Regions from separate parts of the Hordeum vulgare genome. Here region 2 is linked to region 1. Evidence: chromatin contacts called from public Hi-C data. All regions are on one chromosome and are shown on one strand. Each heading gives the region's core, a stretch centred on a gene start, on an enhancer-like site or on the middle of the called end of the contact. The rest is flanking DNA. Distances are from core to core; before and after follow the strand shown.

Region 1 (6,322 bases), core at 2,377-4,876:
ATGCAGACAAGCTGAACCTCAAAGACAAGTGATCTATGGCCAACAACGCCATGTTTTTTGTATGTCAGCAAGTGTGTCGGCATGACCATGGCCGAGATGGCGTGGTAGAACTAGAGACTCATTTTTCGTGTGGCATGTGTGTCGGCTGCTGACAAGTGCGCCAAGCATGAACTGTATACTTTTTTTGGACGTTGTCATATGTATGCGAGCCGCTAACATATCGCCGTCGTCAACTCTTGGCACTGGCATGGTAGCTGGCATGATCTGCGGTCGCAGGACTTTTTTACAAAAACAAATGTTCAGTGCGAACGAAAAATGGGTCGCTCCGTTGGACGCATAGCCAACCCATTTACAAAAGGGGGCGGACGAGCTGACCCAAATGAACAAAAGGCGGGCAAAGCGCACGTCCGTTTGGGTCGGCTGTTTGGAGTTGCTCGAAGGGCTTCATTTTTTGTGAGCCACCTTAAAGGTTTGTAAAGTTGCATATCAGCGTTGGAGCCGCGTCGAGCTCAGGTGAGGAGGTGATTCGTCATTGTTTCTTTTGACGGCTGCTGTGGTGGTGCGGGAGGCAGGTGACGATTGTTGGTGTCAAGTTGAGAGATGTTCTGCTATCTTTTCAATTTTTTCATGTCATTCTTTACGTGACTTATACTTTGATCGAATGAGATACGTATTGTCATGCTAAAAAAAAGTATGTAGCTGTATAGGACCCAAAATAAATGGTGACTCGGCTCTTTCTTGCAGCGCATCCGTGGATATAAGTCCTGGATTAGCTAGGTCCGGTTGTAGATTGTAGATACTATTCCCTCCGTTCTTTAATGTGGATCTTTTAAAAGATTGCACTATATACTATCTATAAATACACAGTAGAATATAAATTCATTCATTTTACTACATATGTAGTTTAAGGTAAAATCGTTAAAATGACTTATGTATATAGATATACTTTAGAGTATAAATTTATTTATTTTACTTTGTATGTAGTGTGTGAAGAAATCTCTAAAAAAAACTTATATTTCTTTCTCTAATAATAAAGCAAATACGGTTTTTGTCGTCCGTCTTAGAAATTATCCTTAAATTTTGCATAAATTACCCACCATGTCACCGGTAAATAATAGAAAACGTTTCACAAAGCGAAAAATCTTGAACTTGTGCGGCCCATGTAAAGACCTCCTATATTACGCTCTGCACGTTGGGAGAATATCCAGCACAACGTATGGGTCGGCTCATGCACAGGCGTCTGCTTTTAGTTTCGTTTATTTATTTATTTTCGGTTCTGTTTTATTTTTTTATTTTAAATAATTTAAAACTTCAAATAATCTTTAAATTTTTGATAAACTGAAAATTATAAATCAACATATTTAAAAAACTAAAATGTTTGTCACTTCAAAAACTGGTCGGAGTTTTGTAAAAAATGCTCGCATATACAATAAAATGTTTGCAATTTTAGAAAAATGTCTGTACAATTAGAAAAGTCCATGATCTCAAATACAATTTCATGTATTAAAAATTATTAAAGGTATTTAAGAAAATGCTGTCTAATTCAAAATAAGTTAATGCATTTAAAAAATGTCATAAAATTTGGAAAATAGCTAATGCCTGTTTTGATAGTTTCTTTTTTTATTTAAAATTTTCTGTTCCATTTTTGTTTATTTATAATTTAAATAATTTAGAATTACAAAACTTTTGCATATTAAAAAATAGGTATTTTGAATATAAATGCTGACGAATTTTTATTTTGAATTAAAAATAGGATTCAAGAAAGCGCCGGATTTTTATATTTTTTTGCAAATTCCAAAACAATGTCCATGAATTTAATAAATATATTACTGACTTATAAAAATGTTGGTTTATTCAAAAAAACTTCATGCGTTTCAAAAAATGTTTGTGAATTTAAAATAAAATCCTCCAACAGAAAAAATTATGTTCGTCTTTTCTTGAGTTGGTCGCCAATTCAAAAGAAAATATTTAAACTCGTTCGAAATATAAAAAATATTCACGATTTTTAGTAAATGTTTGTAAATGATAAAAAATGTTCTCAATTTTAAAATTGTTTCCATATTTGTAAAATTGTTCATGAATGATCTAATGTATGTAGTTAAACATTAATGCTTCTAAATCTTTGTGACAATATACCTGTGTGAATTTTGAAGAATTAACTGTTGGATGGATCGGATTATTATTGTATGTTTTTTAAAAAAAATTCTTGAAATTCAGAATAAATCTTTGGGTTACCAAGATTTTTGACAACCATGATATATATTTTTTGAAAATGTAAAGATTGCTTTAACTTGTTAATAAATTTAAAAAAAGAAACATTTTCTTGCATTTGTACATAAATTTTTTAAATCAAGCGATGATATGCGAACGTAATATGGTCACCATCATTGAAGATTTTGTTTTTTTCTTCCGTGGCAACGCACGGACCATTTTGCTAGTTATGAATAAAGAAAGTATAATCTAATGCACATGATAACTCAGACCCATTATGCAAATAGTAGTGCAACAGAAATACTTTCTCCGTTTCTAAATGAAGTCTAACTTTTTTCTACTACGTACTACATACTAAACAAAATGAATGAATCTTCACCTTAAAATATGTCTGTATACATATGTATGTAGTTCGTAGTGTAATCTTTAAAATAATCTACAATGGGACTTAGCAAAAATAACCCCTACACACCCACGAACGCATCCGGTCTGTGACTGAGCGTGTATGTTTTGAACCCTTACATTTTTCGTCCGTGTAGCTGCATTTTTTTTTCATATGTCCGGTGACTTCAACTTGATTGATGGAAAAGAAGTGAGAGAAAGAAAATTGAATAAGGAAAAAGAAAATATGGTCTAGGATGGGGCCAAGTTATACTGACGCGTCCGTGAGCTCTTATATCATCTCTTAATTTAAGATGAATTTGAGAAGTACCGGCGAGTCAAACATTTAGAAAGGAAATGAAGGGTCTGATTAAATCATTTTTTTAGTGGAAGCAAAGGCGGAGCTTTAGCCTAATATGTGTGTGTGTGTGTGTGGGTGGGGGGGGGGGGGGGGGGGAGGGACATAACTATTACAGCAGTTTTCACGGAGAAATAGGCCTAATACAAAGCAATATATATAAATTTCTTGTGAGCTGAGGGAGCCATGGCCAGGTTGGCCCATGAAGTTTCACTGAGTGGGAGGGCATGCATTTCAAAAGCTTGTGGAGGATATATGGGTCCTGTAGATGCTTTAAAAAAACTTATATTCAGAAAAGAGGGAGTACTAGACACGTGGAGTAGATGAGCTGGTAGGAGAATAAGTTGCTACCAACGTGTGCATGGGCAGACTTTTTCCACCTTGGTTAGCGATATGGGCATCTAGATAACTGAGAACAGTGGTCATGCGAGAATTTGGCAGCCGAGCACGAACCTTCCACGCCACGCCGGCCGGGGGCGAGCCCCGAGCAGGAGCAGGAGCAGGCAGGCAGGATCTCTGTCGATCCCGGGAAGTTGATCGTGTCGACCGGTGTCACCGACGGCGACCGGAAAGGCGCGCCCGGGGCAGACAAAAGCTGCGGCGTCCGGCCCCAAGGAGATCGATCGAGGCGTGCGTGGCCCCGTACAGCGTCTGTATGGGAAGAAGGAGACCGCGAGATCGCCGCACATGGCCGCGGCGACGGCGTGGCACCACAACGGCGAAAGCAGAGGGAGGAATAATCCTCTATAACCCATGCCGTCTTCTTCCCGCTCTCTGCTCATGAGGTGTCACCTGTCCTGTCTGACCCAGAGACACTGTGTCGTTCCTTTTAGCAGCGTGTCTGCTCTGTGCAAAGTTAGTAGATGAGGATCGACCACGCATCTTCTTGGTCTTTGGTTCATATCATATCCTTCGGCGCATGTGGACTGGAGTGGGGTTTCTTTCCTTTCTCAGAGACGTGACTGACTGTGCAATCGCCAAATTCACAGCAAGCTTAGAGCATCCACATCCCGATCTTGCAAATCCGGTCTCGTGGACGCTTTTTGGTGCATCGACAGACACTGATCATTCATGTCTTAAGTTTTCGTCTCCACATCCACATATCTCATATCCGGTGCCTTATATTCATACTACACATGCACGTCGAAATAATTTATGTGATCAAACATCGAAAAAAAAACGGAAGCGAACGAACACAAAATTTACGACAAACGGACATCCATCATCATCCAAAACATCATCGAGTTTGCAGGACATAGTTCATCATGACCTAAAAACTATATTAACGATGCGTAGGGGAGAGGGGCATATCATCACTTCCTCGCTAGACCTTTTTCCTTTGGATCATCGGCGCAACTATAGCCGTCCGCGGCTGGCGGAGGGTCTTGGTCGTCGCAGGAGGAGCTGTTGTTGTCGTTTGTCGTCGATGAGGACAATGAGCCCCCCATCCGTTCTACCGTCCTGTCCTGCTCCCGCTTCGACTGCGCGAGTCGGGCATTCTCCTCCGCTGCCTCCTTCACCTCGCACTCCGACTGCTCAATAGCAAGCCGGAGCGCCTTCACATTCTTTCGTCGGAGGCGTCGAGCGTTTGTCTCCGCTCTCGTGAGGGACCAGCGGTACACCCATGCAAGGAGGCGTTCATCCTCGTGGGGCTCTGTCGGCATCCCGCGGTGGCGACACATAGAGTGCCCCGTTGCCTCTCATGGCGGGCGGAGCGCGCCTTCGATTTTGGAGTGTGCGTGCGGGCGCTGGCCGGCAGAGCAGGCACTAGGACCCAACGCTGACCGTGTGGAGCAGCACCGGGCGTGGAAGACACGGTGCGGGGCTGATGCAGACTGTGCATCCCTTTGGGAGCTTCGCGAGGACCGGGAGGGTCCAGCTCCGGCATCCGTGCTCCGCCGTATTGGGAGTGGCGGCGTAGCTCCAGATCCAGGGTTATCACGTGTCTCCACCTTGGACCGCTCCAAGGCGATGTGGAGGGCCATCTCGTTAGAGTCGATGTTAGAGTCGTCATAGCGGCTGTCGGCACGCGACATTCTACTCGATAGGATCAGGCTCGGAAAGGGAGAGTGAGCTAGAGTTCGGAGCGAGGCGCTCGAAGTGGTTTTTTTTTGGGACAACAGTGGGATCGGTGGTGTGTCGGGCCTGTCACGCGGGTGTGCCCGGGTGTTACCGGGGCACCCCTTATCCATCCTATATTTGGGCTGGATATGAGGGATGCCCGTCACCTCGAGCGTATGAGGCGGGTTTGAGAGGTCCGGTTGGGTCGTGTTTTTGTGACTGATCACTGACCGGATATCCTACCCTGTGACGGATATGAGAGGTCCAGCTGTAGATGGTCTTATACAAGGCATTTCTTGGGTCAGGCCTATAAAAGCCCGACGTGCAAATTCTAGACCCGAGCCCTTCTCAAAAGGAGTAAATAGAAACACGCATACTCCAACTCTTGGTTCACATCATATACATTGCCCCATGTGGAGTAGAGTGCGGTGGCTAAATTTCGTGTTTTGACCCTTGTATGTAAGTTGATCTAGATCTGATCTTAGTTGGTAAAAATTTCAAGATCTAACCCTTTTCCTACCTTGAGGGTCCTTGGCGGTAGGGGTACGCGCCCTACCGCAAATTTTCTTAAATGTCGAACACAGTGCGTCTTCGCACCTACCATCGAGGTCCTTGGTGAAAGTGCGTTATATCGACTAGAGGGGGTGCATAGCCGACTTTTATGAATTCCTCACTGAGGAAATTCCTTGTGAGGAAAGTCCTTAGCCACGAACTGCGTGTAGCAGAATAAGTACTCAAGTAGGTGTGCAAAACAACAATAGCATAGTCGTCACAATGAAATGAAACGTTCGGATTGCACAAGTAGCATGTTGAGGACATGCAGGTGAAGAATAGGTTAAGTGAAGAATTTGGGGTGATGAAATTTAGAAAGTCTGACAAATTCTTCAAACGGTAAAGATCAAAGTTGTCAACATACAATTGAAGAAATGAAAGGGTTGAGAAATTAGAACCAGGTGCTCGATGAAGACAATGGTTTGATGACCCAGTTTCAACTACTGTAACAGTCGTACGTCTGGTTTGGAACGGCTTGGTATTTAAACCAAATGACACACAGTCTCAGGGGTCAGGACACTAAGTCCTTACTATATTTTCCTTGAGCTAAGGACACACTGTCCTCACCCTACACTCGTGTAAGTCTTGGAATCAGACTTCCAAACCCTCATAAACTTGGTCACCTGGTGATACACAATTCACTGTTGGATGCTCTAGACCATGATGCCTAACCGTGTGGAGGATGCACAGTCCTCAAAGGTAACAAGCATCGGTTCCACACAGGAACAATCTCTTCAATCATGCTCAATCAATTTGGGG
Region 2 (5,728 bases), core at 1,822-4,321, 240 kb before region 1:
ATATACGATCCAACGTGCTAATCGGGCCAACATGATGACCCTTTTAATAATCAGGTCGTGCCTGGGCCTCGAGGCGCAGCCCACAGGCCGACACGGCACGGACCGACTAATAAACGTGCCTGGGCGGGTTGTGTCGTGCCAGGCCTGATTACAACGGGTGGTGTCGTGCCCGTGTCGTGCCGACCCGTTTGGCCAGGTCTGGTCCGGACTCTAGTATAACTTCACGTTTGTCTTTGATTTACTAAAAGCGGACATCCAGATCACTTCAAATAACAATACAGAACTGCGTTGCATTTTAAAAATAAATAAACATGTTTGATCAAGCATATACATAAGTTTTGAGGTCTCTTTGAGGATGCCCTTAGAGCATCTAGAGCCGGATCATTCATATTCGTCTCAAACGCCCGGGCAGGCCACCCGGCCATTGACCGGTCACGAAATTTTGACCCAAGGGGACCGTAAATGCCCGACCCTAGATCTGTCAACCACGAGCTCATCCCACGCGGCCCCGAGGAAGAGATAACCGTCCGGCTTGCCTTCGTCGCTCCCGGGAGTCGGCCTCCCATGGCAGCGCTCAGACTCACAACATCGGGAATCTGTTGCATTGGCATAACCGGTGCTTGGATCCGGGGTCGCTGCCTCATCGGAGGTGGTGCAGTTTGTCGAATGCCATGGCGGGTGCGCAATCCCTCCGTTGGCGCGGCGAGGACTCACCATATGGGAGTCCTCGGACGCTAACATGGCGCGGCGTTCCCGCTGTGCGAGGCAGCGGGTGTGAGGGACGGCGTAGGCCCTCGCGGTGGTGGAAATTGCATAGGCATAGTCACACTCTCAGGTGCCTCGTATGTTGCACGGGTGCGGGCGCTGCAATCGCGTCATGGTGGACGCCATTTTCTCCCAGGAAGGATCCATCATTGACTTACGTCCACCAACATCGTCCGGGTTACTGGCTCCAACAAGAAAGAGTAGCGCATAGGAGACGGCAAGAGCTCGACTCTCTTTAGCCGACTAGTGTCCTATATCCTACTCTACTTCGCCGATAATCGGACCAATACTACGAGGGACGCAACCCGCCACTGGAAATGGGCATGGGCCTTGCCCTTCTCCTTTCAAAATGCACTCACGATTGAAGAACACAACACATTGGTCGACACAATCAACCGGGTGAGAAGGAACGACCTTTTGGGTGGCAAGTTTGTTACAATGCCACAACGCCCAACGATAAGCCGCAAACACAACCACCTCCAACACCGAGATAAATTGACACGATGATACCAAAACCTGACAAACTAGGCCAAGATTCCACACGAGCACGGAGATCCATGATTTTCCACGCCTCTCGACATTGAAATTGACCACGGAAGGCGAGGGCGAGGGCGATGGGAAGATCTATCATGTAAGGATGAGAGACGTGGCGGGTTTATGTTTTTCCACGAAGTTACAGGAGCTATGGTGGGTCTATATTTTTCTACCCTAGTTGCCATTCCTTTTGCCGTACTTTTACGTTAGGCCATGCACGTCCGAGACATGGTCAAATTCATTGTTTTGACTCTTTTGCAAAAATTAAGGAAGATCTGACCCCGAGTTGAAAACAAATTACGATCTGACTCTTTTCCTACCATAATGGTCAAAGGTGATAGGGTATAATTGTCTAGTGTTTACCGTCAAGGTCCCAGCAGTAGTCAACTTATTCACGTCGGACATACAACTAAATAAATCGGCGATAGAATGTGCAACCCTAGCGTCAAGGTGTCTGACGGTAGGCATTTACAAGATACTTATTTTATTTTTTATGATAGGACGTACGGTCCTACCGTCAAAGAACTCGGCGATAGACAGTTATGCCCTACTGCCATAGATCCCGAGGTAGGAAAAATGTCAAATTCTGAAAACAAATTCAAACCAGGGTTAGTCGCACTTAACTTTTGCAAAGAGACCAAACCACCTAATTCTACCCCAAAGGTCGGCCAAGTCCAACAACTATCCGGACTTGAGGCGGTAGGCTACACACCTGTGAAGCACCGATACTTCAGAAATCTATGTATCGCCGTTCAGTACTTTGTCGATACTCCGATACGTCTTCGATACGGGTATCCCCGAAGTATCGCCTTTTTCAATTTTAAAAAAAATGGTGATACGCATATCTTTAAAGTATCGTCATTGAGTATTGCTCATGATTTGATGTATCGTTGATCTGTTCATATAGATAGTGTACGTGTACTATACTGATATAGTAGTTGGATAAAAGTGCTTCCTAAAGATGTTGTTTGTTGAATAAAATTGCTTGTTGATGCTATTGGCTTGCTGCTTGTTGATTTTTGTGGCATAAAATTACTTGTTGTTGTTGTTGCCGCCTCCTATTGCTAGGGAAGAAAATACAAGTATAAATCATGGCATCTTTTAACTTTCTCCATCATCATTTGAGCATTATTGATGTGTATAGCTTGCTGATCTTAGTTATCATCATGTTCATAGGTGAGAGTTTCTATATATTTATTGTTATGAGAATAAAAAGCTCAATGAAGATTGTGCTCTCTATATCATTATTAAGAAAAGACTTTTAAAATGTTGAAAGAAGAGTAATACCCCTCCATTATTTGACCAACTCGTGCAATCTAAGGTTGCTCTTTATATATGTTTGTTATTTGACAATTTCAAATTTTTAACTCTAAAAGGTTTATTGATTTTATGTTGTCATGTTAATATATATTACAATCTGAATTAGATTGGAGCAGTCTATGACCGATTGGCCGTATTACCCCATTGATGATAGTGCGATTTTTAGAATGAGAAACACAGAGGTATGAAATCAATTAATCAAACAGTGATCCGGTATTTTGATATCATCTTATACATTTTATTATGTATGTTTTTATTACACATTATTTCATTATTATTTGTATATACTTGACGTATCGTTGTTTGTTGTTTTTAAAAATTATCATATTTTGTATCACCGTACCTGTATCGCCATGTCAGTGTCGCCGCATCGGTGTATGGGTGCTTCGTAGCTACGTACCCGTCCAACAGGCAAATCCAGCTGAGGGTACGCCGGAGTCCGACGACAAGTCTCCTTCTTGTCCCATGTGCATGCGGGGCCTATGGTTCACCGTATTCTGCTGAGGAATGGAGAAGAACCGATTGACCCGGCAATCGTTTTCATATCGTCCGTACGAGATTCAGCTGGTGGAGCCGGTGATCCGGTCCACCGCCGCTGTCCCGGTCCAATTAAAAATCCTGTGTACAATGGTCCATTCCACCGCTAGGCTATCAGCGTATGTATCTACGTACGTACATCGCCGCGGTACTTACGTAGTCGTAGTTGTAGTTTCTTCCGGATTGGATAAAGCGAGCACTAGGCGCCCGCGTGCCTTGGGCCGGTCGCGTCCCAACCGCTCGATGCAGCCCTCTCAGCCATCCGATATGTCTATGTTGACTTTTGCCTCGTCTTTTTTTTTCCTTACGTCGATGCGTGCACTATTCCTTAACGTCTTCATGGCCGCCGATGACCACCCCCTCACCTGGACATCCTTCCTCTTCCGTCCCGTGCCACTGGTTGTGCTCGTCGGTCTCGTCGCCGACGGTCGCCGTCGCAGGATCCGTCCTCGTCGATTCAGTAGGAAGTTGTCGTCCACTTGTAGCAAAAACATCGTCGTCTTGAAGCACGCCGATGCTCTCTGTCGTTGCAGCACCTAGCAACCATCGTCGTAGCACATCCCTCGTTGCACTGTCATGTTGCCGGCCGTACATAGCTCTCCACATCGTCGCTTGCACCATTGGTGTGTCTGTTGAAGCTTTTCTCACACAGGTTGAAGCTTTTTCATGTCGGTTGAAGCATTTTCCGCAAATTGAAGCTGTCCACTGTGTCGGTTGAAGCATTTTTCATCTACGATTGAAGCTTACTCCACAAACGGTGCAAGTTTTTTCGTCTTTTGCAGTACCTGGTTGAAACTTTCTATATCTTTCGGTTGAAACTTTTTTCACCTAAGGTTGAAGCTTTTTACGTAATGGTTGTAGCTTTTTCAGCTTGACAGTGCTGGTTGAAGCCTCCCTTGTAGATGGTTAAAACTTTTTCAATCTAGGTTTGAAGCTTTTTTATCAATGGTTGCAACACTTGCATCGGTGGGTGTAGCTTTTTTTTGTCTCTGGTTTCAGCTTTTCCGGTGCACTGAGGTCAGCTGGAGCTTTCTACTCTTCGGTTGTAGCTTTCACAAAAGCCGGTTGTAGCTTCCGACGTTGCCGGTTGTAGCACTGCCCTCATCTCATTTCACAGCGCCGTTCGGTTGAAGCAAAAGAAAGGTCGTCGCTTGTAGCGTCGCCGCCGGCTGCAGAAGCCCGCCATTGAAGCTTGGAATGCAGTAGCGGGGATGGGCTGTTGCAGTAGCGGTGGAGAGGTAGAGATAGAAGAGGGGAAGAGGTCAAACTCGTGGGTGCCTCATTCATGGCTGTTCGAGGAGAGAGGCTCGTCGGCAACGACGGGAGCGTGCGAGGTTGAGGTGGAAGGTCGTGGAGATGCACGATGAAGGACGAAGAGACAGGAGAAGATAAAGTGGGCCTACAGGTGAGGGAGCACGCTGGGCCACAAAATCGCTCCTTCATCGAATGCGCCGACGCGCCATGGACAAATGACGTTTTTCATTGGATAAACCATGGAGAATTTCAGGACGTGGTGGTGACGAGCTTGTGTGGCCATCTATCGGGCAGATCAAGCGTGGCTGGTTTGCAATTGCATTGAGGACTTGGTAGAAAAGACGGGAACGTCCCGTACGTGGAGTACGTGGTCCAACGACCCACCAGCCCTGCCTGCCCTGCATCCATCTTCAAGATCGTCACGTTTGCTGTCGAAATGTGAATGATGCATCATACCACATTCGGCCAAAGTTTATCATTCATGGCATGCAGATCTTGGAGAATTACAGGATGAGAGCTGCTACTGTTGCCACGCATCGATGATTGTTACCACCCGACGACGCCGGATAGCATCTCTTTCTCCTCCTCCGTTTCCGTTTCAGAGTGTAGAGATAAGATGGGTCCGTGGATCCGTCATGGTCGTCAAGATCGCGATTCTTTTCGGCGCATCGGTCCGTCCATCCATCCATCGGATCGCGCTAGCTAGCTGCCGTCAAACGCAAGACGTAGATGGTTTCAATGCGGTCCGCAGTTCGAGGTTGGTTGATGGTTTGTCCGTTCGTTGGTGTAGATGGGATTCGATGCTTTCGTACATGCATGCGTATCTTCCATCTGCGCAAGCATGCATGGCTTCCCTTCGCTTGGCTTGGCTTAGCTTTGGTCCGTCAAATCAGAATGCATGCACCGCACCGGTAGATGGTGCAGACTGCAGACAAGCTAGTGAGGGTGAAAAGCTACCAAGCACCCCTACTTGCAGAACATGTGAAAAGCTTCCCTTCATCGATACGCCGATACGCCTGATACGGTAGCGATGCGGATATCGCCGGAGTATTGTGTTTTCCGATACGTGCTATTCACCGTCCATGCTACATCGTCCATGAACTCCGTCGTGGTTGCCTGCATCACTAGCCTGCAAGTAAGTTGACCCGGCGAATTTTGCTCCTGTTTAGTTGATCTATCCATTCATCTTTTTGTCTTCGGTTATTAGCGATGAAGTAGGTTGCTATTGTAGTTGATTAAGCAGGTTGGCTCCTTGTAATTGTTGATTACTTGATTCAGGTGGTGTTTCTTTACCCAGGGACTAGACTAAAAAGTCTCT

What was found. A called contact is a pair of places that touch in the nucleus more often than the background predicts.
Region 2: a Hi-C map of leaf shows a contact between it and region 1, with 5 times the contacts expected there. The contact joins two enhancer-like sites. A contact is called at or near these places in 2 of 6 Hi-C or Micro-C datasets (leaf and seedling).

What each region holds. Positions count from the first base shown.
Region 1 is chr3H:599,084,220-599,090,541 of MorexV3_pseudomolecules_assembly, reverse strand. No RefSeq gene overlaps it. Among protein-coding and RNA genes, the nearest start is that of LOC123442189, 10 kb to the right of the region's middle. Within about 2 kb of position 3,626, at least 3 of the 3 cell types and tissues checked have open chromatin away from gene starts, as enhancers often do. A contact at or near this core is called in leaf and seedling, where this site is marked.
Region 2 is chr3H:599,327,159-599,332,886 of MorexV3_pseudomolecules_assembly, reverse strand. No RefSeq gene overlaps it. Among protein-coding and RNA genes, the nearest start is that of LOC123445540, 17 kb to the left of the region's middle. Within about 2 kb of position 3,071, at least 3 of the 3 cell types and tissues checked have open chromatin away from gene starts, as enhancers often do. A contact at or near this core is called in leaf and seedling, where this site is marked.